Regions from separate parts of the Mus musculus genome. Here regions 1 and 2 are each linked to region 3. Evidence: chromatin contacts called from public HiChIP or PLAC-seq data. All regions are on one chromosome and are shown on one strand. The core of a region is the stretch at or near the end of the contact, and the rest is flanking DNA. Distances in the headings are between cores, read along the strand shown.

Region 1 (2,745 bases), core at 172-2,671, 2.8 Mb after region 3:
TCCAAAAGGGTGTCAGGGGCATGCTCTTTTTGAGTAGTTAAGCAACAAAAAGATTTAAAATGTCTTATTAGAAAAAGTATCTATTCAAAAACATATTTCTGTCAGGGATGATATGACAGTACTGTCTCTACTCTCATAAAGTAGCCGAAGCTCTGACTGTTAGCTACTCTACTGACAACCAAGAACATTTTGATGAAACAACTTCATAGTCCCTGTGAGGATTAACCAATCAGGTGATACTGTTTTGTCCATGTGTCTATAGATTCCCTCAAAGGGATGAAATATAATCTCCCTGAAATTACTCAAGAGACTTTGAAAAATAGGAATTAGAATTGAGCACTTCGACCAATGGTTTTTATATTCTAATCCTGTAGTTAAGCTAGAACATAAATAAAACACAGCCAAGTAGAGATAGCACCAAGCAGCCAGTCAGTCAAGAGTGGTGCACACCTTTAAACCCAGCACTCAGGAGCAGAAGTGGGCAGATGCCTGAGTTGGAGGCCACCTTGGTCTAGAGTGAGTTCCAGGACATAGATACAAAACAAACAACAAAAACAAAACCCCAAGACAAACAAAAAGAAAAAGAAAGGAAGGAAGGAAGGAAGGAAGGAAGGAAGGAAGGAAGAAAAAAGAAAGAGAAAGAAAAAAGAAAGAGAGAAGGGGAGATTTTTGTTGTTGTTCTTGGCTAAAGGATGGCCTTTTCCCATTCTTTAATGCAATTTTTAAACATATCAAAATATAGCCTATAAATGGACAAAAGGAAAAATATACAATGAATGTGGCAAGTGGTGAGTGTTCAGTTAATCTTCTGAATGCACAAGTGAGATGACAAGGGACCTTAGACTGGAACATGTCCTGGGCTAAGCTTGTTTAAGAGCCATTTTACTTTTCCTTACACCTGAGGTCCTCGTGTAATCTTCATCAATAACAGAAATGCCACTCTAAAACTGTCTCATCTATTTTCCTCTATCATGTATTTCCAAAATTACTCAGCTTACATTCTAAAGCAGTTCAAATTAAAATATGTTCTTCCTTGAAATGTATTGAAAACTCAGCAAGGTTTTCTGTACTAAGCCAATCTTTTTGTTTTGTTGGTTACTTCCTTTATTTATTTATGTATATTTTTGAGACGGTCTTGATATGTAGCCCAGGCTGGCCTTGAACTCAGAGACCAGCCTGCCTCTGTCTCCTGAGTGCTGGGACTAAACGCATTTGTCACCACGTCTTTTACAACACATGTTTTTCATATAGATGCATGAGTTTATATACATTTTTTTTTGTGGGAAACTCCAAGCCTTACCTTGTCCAGAAAATAGCTAAGAATGAATTATAACTGTAGAAGGCCATGTTTATTTTTTTTGTTTCAACTAACCAACACAGAGACCTAGGCAAAAGAAGCAAACAATTTAGTATTTTAAAAAGGAATCAATTAAACATGAGAATTTAGGTGGTTTTTTTTTTTTTTTAAGAAAAACTAAGGCAAAGAGAGAGATTTGCATATTCAAGGTGTAAAATTTCCTTCAAGTTCATTTACAAAAGCCTCAGTATTTTCTTAGCTCTGGATTTGAAAATGGTACTTTTTCGATCCAAACACACAGAAATGGGTTCTAAGAAGATGATCCTGAAGACGATGTGGCCTCCAAAGGCTTTTTTTTTTTTAATTTTTTAAATTTCTGGTCAATAGTGTCTAATAATCTGCTGCGACGGTTAAAAGGAGAAAGACATCTTTATCTGTAACCAGAAAATACAAGTAGAAAGTAAGCACCCTGGATTCATTTACCACCAACCCAAAAGTCTAAAAGTTCTCACTAATTTCATGTGGGAACAGCGAAGACATAATGGTATCTACTAAAGGCTCAAGCGCAGATGCAGAATCTCCAGAGTCCGAACTAAGCTCTGTACCTTTAACTAAAACCGTTCTCCACCCCGAGCCGCTTCTCAGCTACTGGCATAACACTGCGATCTCGCAATCGTGCCGGAAGGAGGTTCCCCAGGCCCTCAACCCCACCCTATGGAAACCTCAGCTAAAAAGTAAACATCGCGAACCGGGCACAGCACCTCGGAAACCAGCCCCACCGCGGACAGCGCTCCTCCGGAGGGAGGCCGGGCCTGTTGCGGAGGCTCCCCAGCCCTTGGCCCCGGGGCTACGGGCCACTCCCAGGCAGTCTGCCCGGCGTTTCGGGGGAACCCCACGCCCAGCGCTGCGGGGTTACCTCTGCACCCCGCGCTCGCCGCACCGGTGCAAAAGGCGCCCTCGGCTCTCGGCCGGTAGTCTCCGCGGAAAGTGGGGAGGACTGCGGTGGGTCTGGGGATTGTTGGAGTGGGGTCAGGTACACCGTAGGGGAGAATGTCCAAAGTTTAGGGGAGAGATCGGGGTTGACGGGAGACGCCGAGGGAGCCCTTGTCCGCTGCGAGGTGACTAAGGCCCCAACCCTACCTTCCCAATTCCTCCCCGCCCCCACGCTAAAGGGGCCGGAAGCCCAGTCTCCATGGTTCCACCTCCTGCGCCTCGCCCTGTGACGTCACTCCGAGTGACGCCACTACCATCCAATGAGCTCTCAAATCCTGGGACTGGCTCGCGTCCTTCACGGCAGCCGCGCGGAAGGCAACAAGGTCCCCCGCACGAGCCCGCGAAGTCACTTCTGGGTCGGAGTTAGTTGAGGCAGCGTCTGTACTACAGGACCAAAGCTGCGTCCCCCCCCCCCCCCTGCCTGCCCACATTCTGTAGTCTAGCCAACTCCTCGA
Region 2 (2,802 bases), core at 6-2,505, 2.3 Mb after region 3:
TAAAGACAATAGCTAGAGAAACGTTGCCTGACACAACCTGAGGCCCCACCTTTCTTCTGTTTCTTCTCAGTGATAGCTTTCATTCATTTGCTCAACAAACTCTACTCTTCTTAGAACCCTGCCTCAGGCAGCACCCAGGGAAAGCTAAACTCTGCCAAGGCCACTGATTATGCTTCAGAAATCCTCCTCTGGCTTCTCCAAACACCAGGGACTCCAGTTTGATGCTCTGCACAGCCAGGGTCCTTCACTAGTCTGACAACTCCCTAAAGACCCGGTGAGCTGCTGGCCCACTGCTAACTCAGTACGTTCTTATTACCAAGTTATTATCATTATTATTAACAAGTCACTAGATGCAACCAAGTTGAAGATAAAACTTCTACCCTTCCTGTGTCTTCTGCTTAGCTGTTGCTGGAAGCGTTATACTCCTCCTGGAGGGGGGTGGGGGGGTGGAGGAGTGGGAGGCAACAAAGAAAGAGTGGGGGATGGGGGACAGCTAATCAAAGACATTAAGAACACTAGCACAATTTTGGAACTTCAGCCTCTACTGCAAACCAAAATGCTCCCAGGAGCCGCAACTGGTTCGTTCTCCCCTGCTCCTCCTCTAGTGTTTATGCGCCTCTGAAAAACTCTTAATTGAGTCCAATCAGGGACAGAAGGAGTACAAACGGAAGATGTTCACGAAGGAAGGAAGCCTTAAAGGTGAAAGACTCGGGGCAGGGCTGCCCAGGGCAGAAGGTGTACAAGGGTGCCCTGGTCATGCCCTGATACTTTTTTTCCCTTCCCACACGACCTGGCCCCATCTCTCCTTTCTTCTTTTCTTTTCCTTTTAAATTTTAAGTCTCCATGGCTGAGCAGAACAGGGAAGCGCGGACGTTAAAGGGGACAGCCTTTTGAGGCTTCCCCTCGAAAGGGTTACCTAACCTGGAACCGACCTACGTTTTCCACCAAGTCACCTCCATTGCCAGGAATCCCAGAAGCCCATGGCGGGAGCAGACGAAAGGAGGAGTCTCCCCAGGGTAGCATTCTAGGCCCGCGCCAAGTTAAAAAGGAGTGAGAAGGAGAAGGAAGAGGCTCCAACACCCAACTCGTGCCTGAGGGACTTGCCTGGGACGTTCTCTGCGCTCCTCCCCTACCCGCTGCCCGGGCAGTCCTTGAGGGGCTACCACCCCTGTGCTTGAACCTCGGAGAAGTTTCGCCGCTGCAAACGTGAGAATCTGCAGCTCCACAGGACACCGCCCCCACACGCCCCACCCCACAGCCCGACCCCTGGCGGTGGCGACCTTGGTCACCCAGGAGGCGCCAGTGCACTGGAGGAGGGGCTGCATTTGGGGCTTTCCTGGGAGCTAGGGGAGGTGGCCCATTGGGCCACCTCCGGTCGCCGTCCACCACCCGGACTGGCGCCACCAAGCAAACCCAGCCGCCCTGCTCCCCTCTCTGCCCTCCGCGCCCGGACCCTTGCGCCTCTCTGCCCGACTCACCGCGCTCTGCGCAGCAAGGGTCGCATCGGGTCCCAGAGCTCTGCGCCTCGGGGCTTCGCTTCCCGCCTGTCCTGCGGCACACTTCTCCCTTATCCTCAGCTGTCCTCCAAGGCCGTCTCTCGACTCTTTTTTTCCGGGTTAATTTCGTTTCACATTAAAGCAAAACCCAGCCCCGGATGTGAGTACAATGCTCCTCGGGCCTCCAGGGGGGAGGAGAGGGGTGCGGAGACCTCGAGGGGACAGCAGCGGGGGATGGCGGGGGGGAGGAGGTTGGTGGGATGTAACCCGGCTGCAGCAGGTGTCCGCGATGGGGTGCTCGACCGTCACGTCCCGAGCCTACTTCTGCGCACTGTGCAGCCGGCCCAAACCGCGGCTGCCCGGAGGGCGAGGGGGCGTTGGGAGTTTAGGGGTGGAGAGAGGAACGCATCGCCCCCTGCGGTCTAAAGTGCACCCCCCGGAGCTAAGAGGGTCGCCAACGCCCTGACCCAGCTTGCCTGGCCCTTCTTGGAGCACGGAGAGAAGTGGGAAAGAGAAGCTGGATTCGATAGGTTCAGCCTAGGGTGACCAGACAGAACTCCAGCGCCCTCGCCCTTCAGTCACACAGCAACCCGTAGGTATCAATCCGGTGCTGGGGCCGATGAGGAAACCGAGACTCCAAGACATTAGGTAACTTGTTCTGGGTCCCCAGTCAGTAGAGGGCAGGTCTGTCCGGTCTAACGCAGGCCTCCCTCGTGGAGACATTGACATTTAAATATAAGTAACGCCAGGCAGACAAAGTGGACTCAATTTTACGGTAAAATTGTCAGCCCAGGGACCGAGCACCGAGAGATGCGGCTTTGGGGGCTGGGGGCGGGGAGGAGGATGCTGATGTCAGCCGTGTGGGTCCAAGGTACTCGGAGTGTGTAGTGAAAAAGTCGCCCCCGGAAGCTCTGCAGGACTAGGCCTGGCTTCGCGGGTGGGAAGTACGGTGCGAGGCAAAGGCAGCCTGGCAGCCTGGGGGCTGAGGGCTGCAGCCAGGTGAGCCGGCAGGAAGGCGGGACGCCCGGCAGCACACGCCCCGAAAGCTCCCCTGATGAAACCGCAGGCGCTTCCTCTTCTATTTTGATAGCCAAAGCGAAAATGAGCCGCCCAGTTCGCTCAGGTGTGAAAAAAAGACGTTTGCTTTAGAACATTATGCTCTGAATGAGGAAGGAAAAGAAAACGAGGTGGGGAGAGGGGAGCCATTTCCCTTGAAATAAACATCAACGTCAATTTTGTACGTTTGAGGAGGTCCCTTGCCCTGCATTGGGGCTTCAAGTAGCATTTCTCCTAACCGGCTCCCATT
Region 3 (2,700 bases), core at 15-2,514:
CAGAGAGGACCCCCATTGCAGAAGCTAGCCTTAGGAACTCTTTCTTCAGCACTTCATTTTCTTATCCATCTGCCCCCAAGTTATTGTACTTGGAGCCCTTTGGAGCAAAGGGCTCCTAGGCAAGTTTCCCAGGATGTGATATCATTAAGATTTATTTTCACTCCCCCCACCCCACCCCCCTGCAATCCTTTGACTAAAATCAAAGTTCCCATTGTTATGGTATCAGCTTCCCATTTGTATTTCTGGCTCTTCAGTCTTGCTTCCCACCCCCCCCCACCCCCACCCCCCGGAGTCTGACAGGGGAAACAGACTCACAGGTGGTAGAAACACAAAAGCTGGGGTTTCGGAGGATGTGTGTGTGTGTGTGTGTGTGTGTGTGTGTGTGTGTGTGTGTTTATGGAGGGGAGTGTGCATTTAGCAAAACTCAGGGCACCTGTGATTACTGAGAAACCCTCCTCTCAGCTCCACGCCAGCCGAGATTGACAGAGGCCACTCGCCCACCCCTCTGATGTGCAAGCAGCTGCAGATGAAGACTAAACTGGAATTTTGGGTGACCTGGTGCCCCGAGACTGCCGAGGCTTTGGTAGGTTGTGAAAGGGTCATCAGAATAGTAGTTTTCAGGAGCTTTTATTGTCTGCCTCCGGGGTGTGGGGCTTAGAAGAAGGATGGCTTAGGATAGAATTTCAGGGTGCTGAGGCTGAGAGACCTGCCCATTTCCCCACTTTTCTCAATTCTCTGAGAGATCTCTGCTGAGATGCCGCAGAGAAGCACCTCAGTCTAGGAGAGCAGGTCAGAGGTAGGGAGCGCACCAAAAGTCATGTGCGTTCTATCTCCAGTCACACCCAACCCAGCTTATCATCATCTGCCCGGCCAATTAATTGCCCACGTGTCCTGAGGGGTAGTTGCTTCAAATTCCAGAAGACCTCTCCCCCATCCCCAACTGGGCGGGGCTGTTTAGAACTATAAACTCATGGGTCAAGACAGGAGCTTAGAGCAGCAGATCCTTACAGTTCCTTTTAGGCCTTTGAGACCGGGGTTTTAAAACAGGATGAGTCTTAAGTCCCCTCCAACTCTGAAAATTCCTGTGATTCGATGACATCAGTACGGTGAATAATCAAACTGGCGGCAAGCCAAGACTGGCTGTGCTCCTCCGCGCGCACTTCCTCCCCCTCCTTAGAGACACCGGCTGCTCCATTGGCTCCTCAGTCCACCCACCAGCAGAGGAGAAACCCCGCCCACACCTCTGGCCCCACCCCTTCTTCATCCTTCAAATTGGCTGGAGCTGTTCAGGGAGACAGAGCCTGCAGGAACTCAAGAGCTCAGCGTCAAGGAGAGGCCCCTGCAAGAGTGGGAAAGAAGCAAGCACTCTCGGTAAGTTAATTTCTGCCGGTATCTAACAGCTGACTCTTCTTCTGTCCCTTTAAAGTCTTTGGGGGCAAACTGAGCCAGTGAAGGGATGCTTAATGGAAGCACAGACAGAGGACCAGCCAGCATCATCCAGGGTTCTTTGCAATGACCCTGGGTAAGCTGAGGTGAGAGGGAGAGAATGGGAGAGAGGTGTCTCTTGCAGAAGTTTTGCTTGCACAGGGGAGAAAGCAAACAGAATGACTCCGGTTCTTTCAACAGACAATGGGAGCAGCACTAACGGGCAGTAACTAGATTCAGCTGCCTTCCTGAGCTGAGAAGCCAGAGTTGTATGGCTACCTTCTGACCAAGGAACACACTAAAAAACAGGCTGGGCATCAAGGAGGGGGCATTTTGCCTGGGCAGCATGATTAACTAGGCTGGCAGAGAGAAGCTGAGATTTTTAGGAACCTCTCATTACTAGTGGGAGTCAGGATGCAAAACCTCTCGTCTCTCGGGAGTTCATCGCATCCTCTCTTCCGTTCTTCCAGTCAATCTCACCCTTGGACATCAAGCACAGATGTGTTTGCTTTTTCATGCTGCAGCTGGAAGAGTCTAAAGGCTCTCTGGATTCCTTCAGGACCTTTGTTTTCTTAACCTCACAGAAACAGCGGGAGGATGGATGGAGTGGGGGGAGGGAGAGATGGTGTGGGCGTGGGAGGAAAGTATGCAGCGCTCCAAGATAACTAAGGACGAAGCTTCAGTGCAAAGAAAAGCAGTAGCAATGCTTTAATTTGATGGCCAGCTTAGAATGATGCCGTGGTCTTCCGCAGCTGATAATGGGGCAGGGGCATATACAAAAAACGTGTGTCTGTTGTGGTGGTGGATATTTAACAATCCTGCGAGCGCGTCACAAATACAACTGGAGTACACTTACAGAAAAATACAGCTAGGGATTTTCACTGAGATCCAGACGTGGCCTGTCCAGAACAAATCTATGCAGGTCAGTGGAAGGTAGAGTGGGCACAGCCAGTGAGGGTTAAATAATATTCAGCCCCAGACCAGATACTGGAAACACTATAATGTAAACAGTCCCTCTGACCATCCTGTTCAATCCACCTAAAGTGTTTTTAGGAGAGCCAGCCTGTATCCTGGCAGGGGCAGTACTAGCTGCACCCCCCCACCCCGGACCAACTGGATTAGGACGGAGTTTCCAGGACACCCCCAGATTATTTGGAAAGTCTCCTGTGAGTTCTACAGCAGCTGGCCTGCTCTCTCCCAGACCCAGGATGCTTGATGCAGCCGGGAGGAGCAGAGGAACATCTATATTTCCGCTAAGGCTTTGGGGACTGAAGC

Evidence for each region. HiChIP or PLAC-seq counts read pairs in DNA pulled down with a chosen protein or histone mark.
Region 1: an H3K27ac HiChIP or PLAC-seq map of extraembryonic endoderm stem cells shows a contact between it and region 3, with 8 times the contacts expected there. The contact joins the promoter of D830025C05Rik here to the promoter of Plat in region 3. A contact is called at or near these places in 2 of 39 promoter capture datasets (hippocampal neurons and liver) and 1 of 115 datasets of contacts at active chromatin or transcription factors (extraembryonic endoderm stem cells).
Region 2: a contact with region 3 is called in an H3K27ac HiChIP or PLAC-seq map of bone marrow-derived dendritic cells, with 7 times the contacts expected there. The contact joins the promoter of Plekha2 here to the promoter of Plat in region 3. A contact is called at or near these places in 2 of 39 promoter capture datasets (the 3T3-L1 cell line and cranial neural crest) and 1 of 115 datasets of contacts at active chromatin or transcription factors (bone marrow-derived dendritic cells).

The regions. Positions count from the first base shown.
Region 1 is chr8:25,595,062-25,597,806 of GRCm38.p6, forward strand. D830025C05Rik (a long non-coding RNA gene) reads left to right here and starts at 1,422. Exons shown (of 1, transcript XR_003947362.1): 1 at 1,422-2,745. It overlaps Letm2 (leucine zipper-EF-hand containing transmembrane protein 2), which reads right to left and starts at 2,435. Exons shown (of 11, transcript NM_001364069.1): 1 at 2,214-2,435; 2 at 1,301-1,384. The coding sequence starts at 1,347.
Region 2 is chr8:25,100,556-25,103,357 of GRCm38.p6, forward strand. It overlaps Plekha2 (pleckstrin homology domain-containing, family A (phosphoinositide binding specific) member 2), which reads right to left and starts at 1,256. Exons shown (of 12, transcript NM_031257.3): 1 at 1,105-1,256. 5830408C22Rik (RIKEN cDNA 5830408C22 gene) reads left to right here and starts at 1,624. Exons shown (of 2, transcript NR_155282.1): 1 at 1,624-1,656.
Region 3 is chr8:22,756,458-22,759,157 of GRCm38.p6, forward strand. Plat (plasminogen activator, tissue) reads left to right here and starts at 1,265. Exons shown (of 14, transcript NM_008872.3): 1 at 1,265-1,371.